Regions from separate parts of the Mus musculus genome. Here all the other regions are linked to region 3. Evidence: chromatin contacts called from public HiChIP or PLAC-seq and promoter capture Hi-C data. All regions are on one chromosome and are shown on one strand. Each heading gives the region's core, a stretch centred on a gene start, on an enhancer-like site or on the middle of the called end of the contact. The rest is flanking DNA. Distances are from core to core; before and after follow the strand shown. Region 1 holds the start of Ptpn22 (protein tyrosine phosphatase, non-receptor type 22 (lymphoid)). Region 2 overlaps Lrig2 (leucine-rich repeats and immunoglobulin-like domains 2). Region 3 holds the start of Magi3 (membrane associated guanylate kinase, WW and PDZ domain containing 3).

Evidence for each region. Promoter capture Hi-C pulls out the DNA fragments that hold promoters and counts their contacts. HiChIP or PLAC-seq counts read pairs in DNA pulled down with a chosen protein or histone mark.
Region 1: a contact with region 3 is called in a promoter capture Hi-C map of pre-B cells, with 2.6 times the contacts expected there. The contact joins the promoter of Ptpn22 here to the promoter of Magi3 in region 3. A contact is called at or near these places in 3 of 39 promoter capture datasets (the C10 cell line, liver and pre-B cells), 4 of 484 Hi-C or Micro-C datasets (the Ba/F3 cell line, LSK cells, Th1 cells and 1 more), 2 of 115 datasets of contacts at active chromatin or transcription factors (memory CD8 T cells and pancreatic cancer cells) and 1 of 9 other capture datasets (liver).
Region 2: a contact with region 3 is called in an H3K27ac HiChIP or PLAC-seq map of embryonic stem cells, with 6 read pairs. The contact joins the enhancer-like site here to the promoter of Magi3 in region 3. A contact is called at or near these places in 6 of 39 promoter capture datasets (the 3T3-L1 cell line, the SN4741 cell line, cranial neural crest and 3 more), 5 of 484 Hi-C or Micro-C datasets (CD4 T cells, CD8 T cells, embryonic stem cells and 2 more), 6 of 115 datasets of contacts at active chromatin or transcription factors (embryonic stem cells, forebrain, large pre-B cells and 1 more) and 2 of 9 other capture datasets (adipose tissue and pancreatic islet).

Annotation. Positions count from the first base shown.
Region 1 is chr3:103,858,947-103,861,705 of GRCm38.p6, forward strand. It overlaps Ptpn22 (protein tyrosine phosphatase, non-receptor type 22 (lymphoid)), which reads left to right and starts at 1,331. Exons shown (of 21, transcript NM_008979.2): 1 at 1,331-1,544. The coding sequence starts at 1,458.
Region 2 is chr3:104,494,837-104,497,683 of GRCm38.p6, forward strand. Lrig2 (leucine-rich repeats and immunoglobulin-like domains 2) reads right to left here. Exons shown (of 18, transcript NM_001025067.2): 2 at 2,653-2,718. Among named protein-coding and RNA genes, the nearest start is that of Lrig2, 16 kb to the right of the region's middle. Within about 2 kb of position 1,260, at least 12 of the 459 cell types and tissues checked have an H3K27ac peak or open chromatin away from gene starts, as enhancers often do. A contact at or near this core is called in embryonic stem cells, where this site is marked.
Region 3 is chr3:104,218,908-104,221,691 of GRCm38.p6, forward strand. Magi3 (membrane associated guanylate kinase, WW and PDZ domain containing 3) reads right to left here and starts at 1,499. Exons shown (of 21, transcript NM_001159354.1): 1 at 738-1,499. The coding sequence starts at 1,059.

The DNA of each region.
Region 1 (2,759 bases), core at 81-2,580, 360 kb before region 3:
GGTTCAATGAAGAGGGTGCAGCGTGTTTTGTGTTCAAAATCATGATTTTCTGAAGGGAGTTTGAATAGTGTAAAACCAGAAAGGGTTGCTAATATCTTAATAGAGGAAGTCCAAACTACACCTTTCCCAGTTTTTTTTTTTAACTTGAAACTAATTTTGTAACATTCTGTTTACTGAACTTCCTCATTTGCAAGGGTTTTCACACTGAATTAGATCTTGAGTGGATTTGTGCCCATCGAAGAGAGGATTTATGCAAACGGAGATGTGGAAGCATTCTCTGGAATAACCTGCCTTGTTAAGGCACTGATACCACAGATGTGGACGGCTCCCTGAAACGCGATCTTTTCTGAGATAGGCTCTGTAGGATCAAAATGTCAACATGTCTTCATGAATTCTTCAGCCTCTTTCATTCTTCCTCCCTCCCCTTCTGAGAGAGAGAGAGAGAGAGAGAGAGAGAGCGCTCACTTTGTTTCTCAGGTGTCTCAAACTCTGAGACTCAAGTGATCTTGCAGCTGGGGACAGTCCTGAGGAGCTGGGACTGCACCACCTCTCCTCAATTCTCTCCAGACAGGCTGACCTAGATAGAATCTGTATGGTTCTCAGCAAGCAATATTTTAGCTTTAGTTCCGTTTTGTCCTTTCGCTGTTTGCTAGCAGTGCGTTCTGGGGATATTGTGCTAACTGCCTCCCCGGTGCTTCCCATCCTGTGTAGAGCTGTACTCTCAGTGTTTGCAAAGCTACTGGAGGTCTGAAGAAGTACAGAGACCAACACTTCCCTTAATGAGGGCCAGTACTTCCCCAGTCACGGGTGAGATGGACCATCAGAAGCAGTGGACTTTGCTTCCTCTAAAAGAAAAACGTGAGGTTTATAATGGAAGCTTGACAAATTCTGAAACAAAATGCCCGCTTGATGAGCAGAGGTCTGCCATGATCATATCTATAGGAGACTTTGGGGATAATGGTCCGGGTCGGAGATAGGTAACTCCAGTGTTTGTCTCCTCTCCTGCAGCAGGGCATAGGTGGGCGTCACCCAGGCCTTTCTGCTCACTGGGATGTGAAAAGCTGAACTCACAGGTTAGTGCTGTACTTTCTGCCTTTCTTCTGGGAATGGAAGAACTGAGTGCTGTCTGAGACTGACAGCGTGGAACAGTCTCTGAGCTAAGCAGACCACAGTTTGTGTTCTGGTTAGCCTCTTGTTTGTTACATTTGAACAGTAGCCAAGTTTCTTTGTTGAGAAAGGAAGGCGCTAGGGCCCTGCAGGGAGATGATGGCTTTGTTGTGTGACCACAGAAGCTAGTTTTGTACTAATTTCCTCTAGGGCTTGTGATGAAGTCAGTAAACCACAGCCTCCAGCACGCTGTGCTCCTGCAGCAGCAGTGGCTTCTTGGTGCTGCCTTGGCCATGACACATATTTGACATGCCCTCCCTTAACCTACTCACAGACTCTTGCTCTGCGGCATGGACCAAAGAGAAATTCTGCAGCAACTACTGAAAGAAGCCCAGAAAAAGAAACTCAACAGTGAGGAGTTTGCCAGTGAATTTCTGGTGAGTTCTGGAATGCTCTGAAGAGTTCTTAGATAAACTGTGTAGCAGTCTGTGGTGGCCCAGTTTGCCTAGACGCAATTGCTGTAGGGATAACACGACCATGGAGTTTGGAGTGGAAGGGAGGAAGGCGACCTAAGAACATAACCTCTCTGGGCTTTGTTGTGTCTGTGCTCAGGGTTTTCTCCAGGTAGGCTGGTTTTAATGTTGGGTTTGCTTGTTCTTTTGAGCTTAATGGTCCTACAGAAGGTATAGACAGGTGTATGGATATTAATGCTTTCTGAACATCTGCAGAAAGCATTTGCATTGTGACATATGCTTCAGATTACTAATAAGAGTAGCTTTTCATGTTACGTGTTATTTTTAGCTTCCCTATAGGCTATCATTGGGATAACAGGGGTTTGAAAAACACCAAAAACTCTCATTTTGCCACTTTTTCTCCTATCCCTTTGAAAACAAGTTGATTATTAGAATAGGCATTTTCCTTTTTAACAATAGCTGGGCTTCTTTAACTTATATTGTCTGGAGAAGTGGGCTAGGGAGAGTGGGGAGTAGAGACACGTGAGAGACATGGAGAGCAAGGTAGCCTGGGAGCAGGTGGACTTGATTATCCAGAACTCAAATCCACTTAGAGGGAGCCATAGTTAACAGTGTAACAAAAGCTGGGCGGCCCATTTTCCATCCCTGTCAGGCACATCAGATAACATGGTATTTGACACACCTGTCATGCTTTTGGTTTTTGCTTAGTGTTTGTTTGTTTGTTTGTTTGTTTGTATCAGTATGTAGCTCTGTCTGGCCTAGAGCTCACTATGTAGATCAGGTTTGGCCTTGAACTTAAAAGATCCTCCTGCCTCTGCCTCACTGGGATCAAAGGCATGTACGACCACACCAACCTGCTGTGTTCTAAAAGCTTCTAATTGGTATTTCAGAACTGTAAGAATGTTAAGCCTTAGCCCTTCAGCTTTGAATTGAGAAAAATAAAGAACATCGACATGGTCATCATTCAAATTATCAAATATTTAACGTGTTCCCAAATCACCCTAACTCTTTGTTTTCTAGGTTAAAAAAATGAGGATAATAATTTATGTCCTATCTATCTCATTTTGGATTATTGTGATGATTATATCATTAATTATAATAATTAAATGAGAACAAGGTGTTTTGGAGGCACCCAGAGACCCAGTTACTTGGAAGGCTGAGGTGGGTTAAATCTTGAGT
Region 2 (2,847 bases), core at 10-2,509, 280 kb after region 3:
GAAATTCGATATTTTTAGGACTTTAAGTGTACATTTAAGTGCAGTGCCTTCAGAAACCAGTGGCATTGAACCCCCTGAAGCTTGAGTTAAGGTGGCAGCCACCCAATGTGTGTGTTGGAAACCAAACTCAGGTCCTCTACAAGAGCAGTATGTGTGCTTAAGCTGAGCTACCTCTCCAGCTCTAAGAAATTAGCAATTTTAATGTGCTGCTTCATAGTAATGATCTACCATTAAAGTCAGCATTACATACTGGATGTAGTTCTAGCATATCTGTAATCCCATTACTTCAGAGGGAAAGGAAGGAGAATGTAAGTTCAAAATCAGTCTGAAGTATATAACAGAAAGTCTGTCACAAAAACAAAAAACAAAAACAAATCAACAGCAACAAAAAAGAAAAAGAAAAATCAGTATTACAAAGGCTTGTGCCAGATATGATAACACGTGCCAGTAACCCCTGTCCTTTGACGCATGTAAGAGGATGCACAGGTCCACTGGCCAGCCTGTCCTACACAGTATGGTCTAAACCAATCTAAGCTATTTAGCAAGATACTGAGGGACTGAAGAGAGAGTTCCATGGTTAAAAGTACTGGGTGCTCTTCCAGAAGACTCAGGTTTGATTCCCAGAATCCATACAGCAACTCACAACTGTCTCTAACTGCAGTTCCATGGTATCTGACTTCCTGTGAATCCTGCATGCATGTGATGCACAGACATGCATGCAGGCAAACTACCCATACACATAAAATAATAAAAAGTTTTTTAAAGGGGGTCTGAAGAAGTGATGCAACTATGTTTTAATTTTAGAAAATTTTTAAAGGGTGGGATAGAGGTGTAGCTCAGTAGTAGGATAGTAGGGTAGTTATGAGCTGCCTCGCATGGTTGCTGGGTATGGAATTCATGTCCTCTGAAAGAGCATCAAGTGCTCTTTACCACAAAGCCATATCTCCAGCCTTCAATTCCTTCAATTTTTTTCACAGCAACTCTAGATTAAAAATTCCCAAATTCATATTGGAGAAATGGCCCAGGCAGTAAAGCTCTTGCTGTACAAACATGAGGACCGGAGTTTGGATCCCTAAAACCAATATAAAGCTGAACAGAGCAGCACACATCTGTACACCCAGTACTGAGGTGGGAAAGTGGAGCTACATGGATCCCTGATGACCAATGACCAGTCTATGTAGTACAGATTTCAAAGATGATGCTTCAAAAAATAAGGTAGAAGAGGCCAAGAAGCTAGGTCATAGGCCCTAAGGGGAAATCCACTACTATTATTCTGCTAAATAAGCATATCAATGAAACAACTCCTAATGACATATTGCTATACACATACATCAGTGTCTCTCTCAACCCTCATCAGAGAAGCTGTTTGTTGGTTTCGTTGGTTGTTGTTGTTGTTTTGTTTTGGTTTGGTTTGTTTGTTTGTTTTTCAAGACAGGGTTTCTCTGTATAGCCCTGGCTGTCTGGAATTCACTTGGTAGACCAGGCTGGCCCCTCCCGAGTGCTGGAATTAAAGGCATTCGATACCACGCCCCACAGAGAAGCTTCTTGAAGTAAATGGTAATTAACTAATCAATGTGCAGAAAGAAAGAACTTTGGAATGTTCAGCCCTAAATGCAAAATCTATACCAAACCTCTCCCATCAAGGTTCAGAGGTCTATGAAAAAGAGGAGGCAGAAAGATCCTAAGAACCAGAAGTAATGGGTAACTTCAAGGAAACAGCTGTCTTCTCAACACAACAGGGCAAATGCACATACGAACTCAGAGACTGTGACAGCAAGCACAAGACCTGCACAAGCTCAAGCCAGACAAAACCCCAAGGGGAAGTGGGCACAAAGTCCCACTTCAAGACAAAAAGCTATTTGCAATTGGTTAACTGCTAGGAGAGGAAATCTGTTTTCTTCAGTGGAGTGATACTGAGTCTATCAACCATACGCCAGGGAAGGCTCCATGCTCAGGAAGAGATAGCCAACACAAATTAGACTCCTTGTTTGCTTGCTTGCTTGTTTAGTTTTTGTTCTTTTCTATTTTATCTAATTTTATTTTATATGCACTGGAGTTTTGTTTGCCTGTATATCTGTGTGAAAGTGTCAGATCTTGGAGACAGCAGTGAGCAGCCATATGGGTGCTGGGACTTGAACCCTGGTCCTTTGGAAGAGCAGTCAACGCTCATAACCCCTGAGCCATCATCTCTCCAGCCCCTTGTTTTTGTTTTTTAAGAGAAAGAAAGAGTGCTGGATGTGGTGGCAGAGGTAGGTAGATTTTTGTGAGTTTGAGGCCAGCCTGATCCACAAAGTGAGTTCCTGTCCAGCAATGGCTACACAGTGAAACCCTTTTTCAAAAAAACAAAGACAAAAAAGAGAGAGAATGTGAAGTTGGCAATATAGGGAAGTATGTGAGGATCTGGGAGGAGTTGGAGGAAGAGAAAGAATATGATCAAAATATATGAAATTCACAAAAGAAATAAAAGCATTATTTTAAATAAGTAAAGCAGACAAGCAACTCACAAAGATACTAAATGTTAATCTCTGGACTCCACAAGAACTTACAGTGCACAGGTACACACACAGACACACAAATACACACCAAAAATATTCAAATTCATAATTAGGTTACTTTAAAGACTTTAATATTGAATGAATAAAAATAACTTACACTTCTTGTAATGTTTGTGATTCCAAGGTGTTGTTCCAGTTAGACAACCGGTTATGACTCAAATCCCTGAAAGAAGACAGATATACTGAGCTTAGTGGTGGAAGCTAGACCTCAGAGAAAAACCAAACAGAACAGGGGCTAAGAAGATATGTCTCAATGGTAGAGGAGCTAAGATCTAGGCAACTCTTTAGTGTG
Region 3 (2,784 bases), core at 249-2,748:
ACCAGACCAGACTGCGCAGTCTGATCAATGCTTTCCAGCTAGGGAGTATGCCATAAGCGTAACATGCTTTGCAGCACATTTTACGAGCATCAAAGACACCAGGGCACCAAGGGGTTCTTTTTTTTACCCTGCGCTTCAACAAATACTGTAGATTTGAAAGCTTTACAAAGGCATTTGCTCGGCTGGGCACCTGGGTCCTCCTTCCAAATCCAGACGACACAACAGCTCCACTGCCTCATACCACACACTGTACCTCACTGGGACTCAGACACCTGAGCCACCTAGACCCACAGAGTGGGACTGTCAGCTCCCAGACGTCTGCGGTCGTGCACGACGCACTGGGCCAGCTGAGCCCTCCCAGGAGCTTTCAGTGGTAACCTCGGCCCTCGATCCGGCGCCGAGTCTCCATAGTAAAGCCCTTTCTCCCCGTTAGAAGACGCAAATACGTTCCAAAGAAAAGATTATCATCATAGGACTGTTTCCACAAAGGGGAGAAGAAAAGAGATGGCTCTTCTCTAGGCAAATAAAAATAAAAATAAAAACTCTTGATGCGGTGGGAGACCGAGCTGGATTAGGAAAGCCAGCTCCTAGTGCCAATTCCCTGACAGCCTACACAGCTGTCGGTTCACCCGAGCTCAGTTTTACTAGCCGCAAAATGGGAAACCCCGGCGCCGCCCCCTCCCCCCTCCTCCCCGGGGAGTCGGACCAGGACCCGGGTCCCCAAGGCGACCACACACCTGGCTTCACCGTCTTCAGACGGATGGGCTCGCGGAAGTGGCGGATGACAGCCAGAGTGTCCCGGTTGGTGAGCCCACTGACCGGCGTCCCGTTCACCTCCAACAGCACATCGCCCGGACTGGGCGCCTTGCCCGAGACCACGCAGCAGGTGCCTCCGCCGCCGCCAGCCTCGTCGCGGAGCCGCCCCAGGTAAGGGAACTCGCCGCGCTCGGCGCCGCCGCGGATCTCGGCGCCCAAGTCGCCCGGGGGCCCGGCCCAGGATACCGCACACTCCTGCACCTTGCTGAGCCAGTGCTTCTTCTTCTTCAACGTCTTCGACATCCCGACCTCCGCTGCACCATGGGGAGCCCCCGCGCGGGCGGCCGCGGTGCCGCTCCGGGCCCCGCGCACAGCCCGGCCAGAGGGGCGCCGCCGTCGACCCCCCGCCTCAGCCCGCCGGCCGCGCGCCGCCGCGAGCCGCCCCTCTCGCGGGCCGCTGAGGAGAGCCGGAGGGAGCGCGCGCCCCGCGGGCGGCGCCGGCGGGGTCTCCGGGCGGGGTCAGCGCCGACGGCCGGGACTCGGCGCCCGCGCGGCGGGAAAGGCTGAGGCAAAGGGGCGGGAGCTGAGGGAGCGGCTGGAACCGAGGCTCGTATCGGTACGCGCGCACCGAGCTTAGTCGCTCGCTGGAGCGCGGCTGCTGCGGAGCCGGAGCGCCGAGACCAACGCCTGCCCCAGCTGCCAGGAAACTGGCGCTTTCAAACCCGCCGCAACCTCCTCCCCGCTCGGCCCCTCCCCCGCCCTCGCCGGCCCGGCCCCGCCCCCTCCCGCAGCGCAGCGCCCGGCGCGTTGCCGTCACCAGCTCTGCTCCGGAGGACCCGCCCAGTTCTCGGCTCCGCACCGTGGATTGGGTTCTGGCAGCTGGGGGCGGCCCTCGGCGGGCATGCTGATTTCTGATTGGGTGGTCTAAGTAGAGGAGGCGGGCACTAGAATGACTGAAGTTTAGAGAGGGAGGAAAAAAGAAGTTTAGAGTGTGAGGGAGGGAGAAGGGGGAGGGAAAAGAGAGGGTTGGTCTGGGAGCGGGCACAGGTCGCCTAGAGGGGAGAGGCCCTCCAGCCAGGGGCTGGAGCCAAGGGAAACTCAAACACTGAAAGGACCCTGGTCCCCAAGGTGGGGCGTGCCCAGCTGGGCAGGGGGCGGGGCCTCGGAGCTGGAGCCCGAAGGCGATCCTGGGAGTGCTTTGCCTGGATCCTGGGAGTCCAGTGCCCAGCTACTCCGAACGGTGGAGCCACTAAATGGGCCTGTTAAGGCTGAAACGGATTCTACGGGTTTGAATTTGTTAATTCGTTCAATGAATGTTCTTAAATGATCCATTGGCGAAATCCTGTTAATTGAGGGTAAAATACAGTCCAGTGCTCGAATGCTGTGTGATCTCGGGCAAGTTAGACAGCCTGTCGGAAACAAGCTGAGAGTGAAGATCATTAATTACACTAGCTACTGAACTCCAAGAATGAAGAAAACAGTGATCCTGCTCTCGAGGAGACTGCAGCTTAGCGAGAGAGACTGACTAGAAGATCATTTGAGGAAAGCGGGAAGGAGATGGATTAAAAAACAACCTGGTGCCTGCGGAGCTAAGTCCTGACACTGGTGGCTTGACCTTGACCAGATCTCTGCTTCGCGTCTGCTTGTTTGTAAGAAGGTGGAAGAAGTGACTCAGAACAAGGGAGACCTCAGATCTCTCCCAGCTCTAATTTTTCAGAAACACTTAAGCTTTTTTTCTTCCTTCATTGAACGCGTGCTTTCTCGTCTTTGGAATGCCCTCTGTTCGTAAATGTTTCACCTCATCCAAATAGTCGTCCAGTATTTCTTGGAAAGTGTTTTCTCTGAACTGGGGCACTTGTCTCACTTTTGTGACAGGGCATGTCTTCTGACTCCCTTTAATGATAGCCCTTATTTTAAACTCCGAGGAGCTCTACAAACTAGATCAAGCTTCAGACAGCTACAGTGATTTCCTTCACACCATTGAACTGGGGAAATAAAAACACTAAATGTGGGCTGGACTCAAGAAAC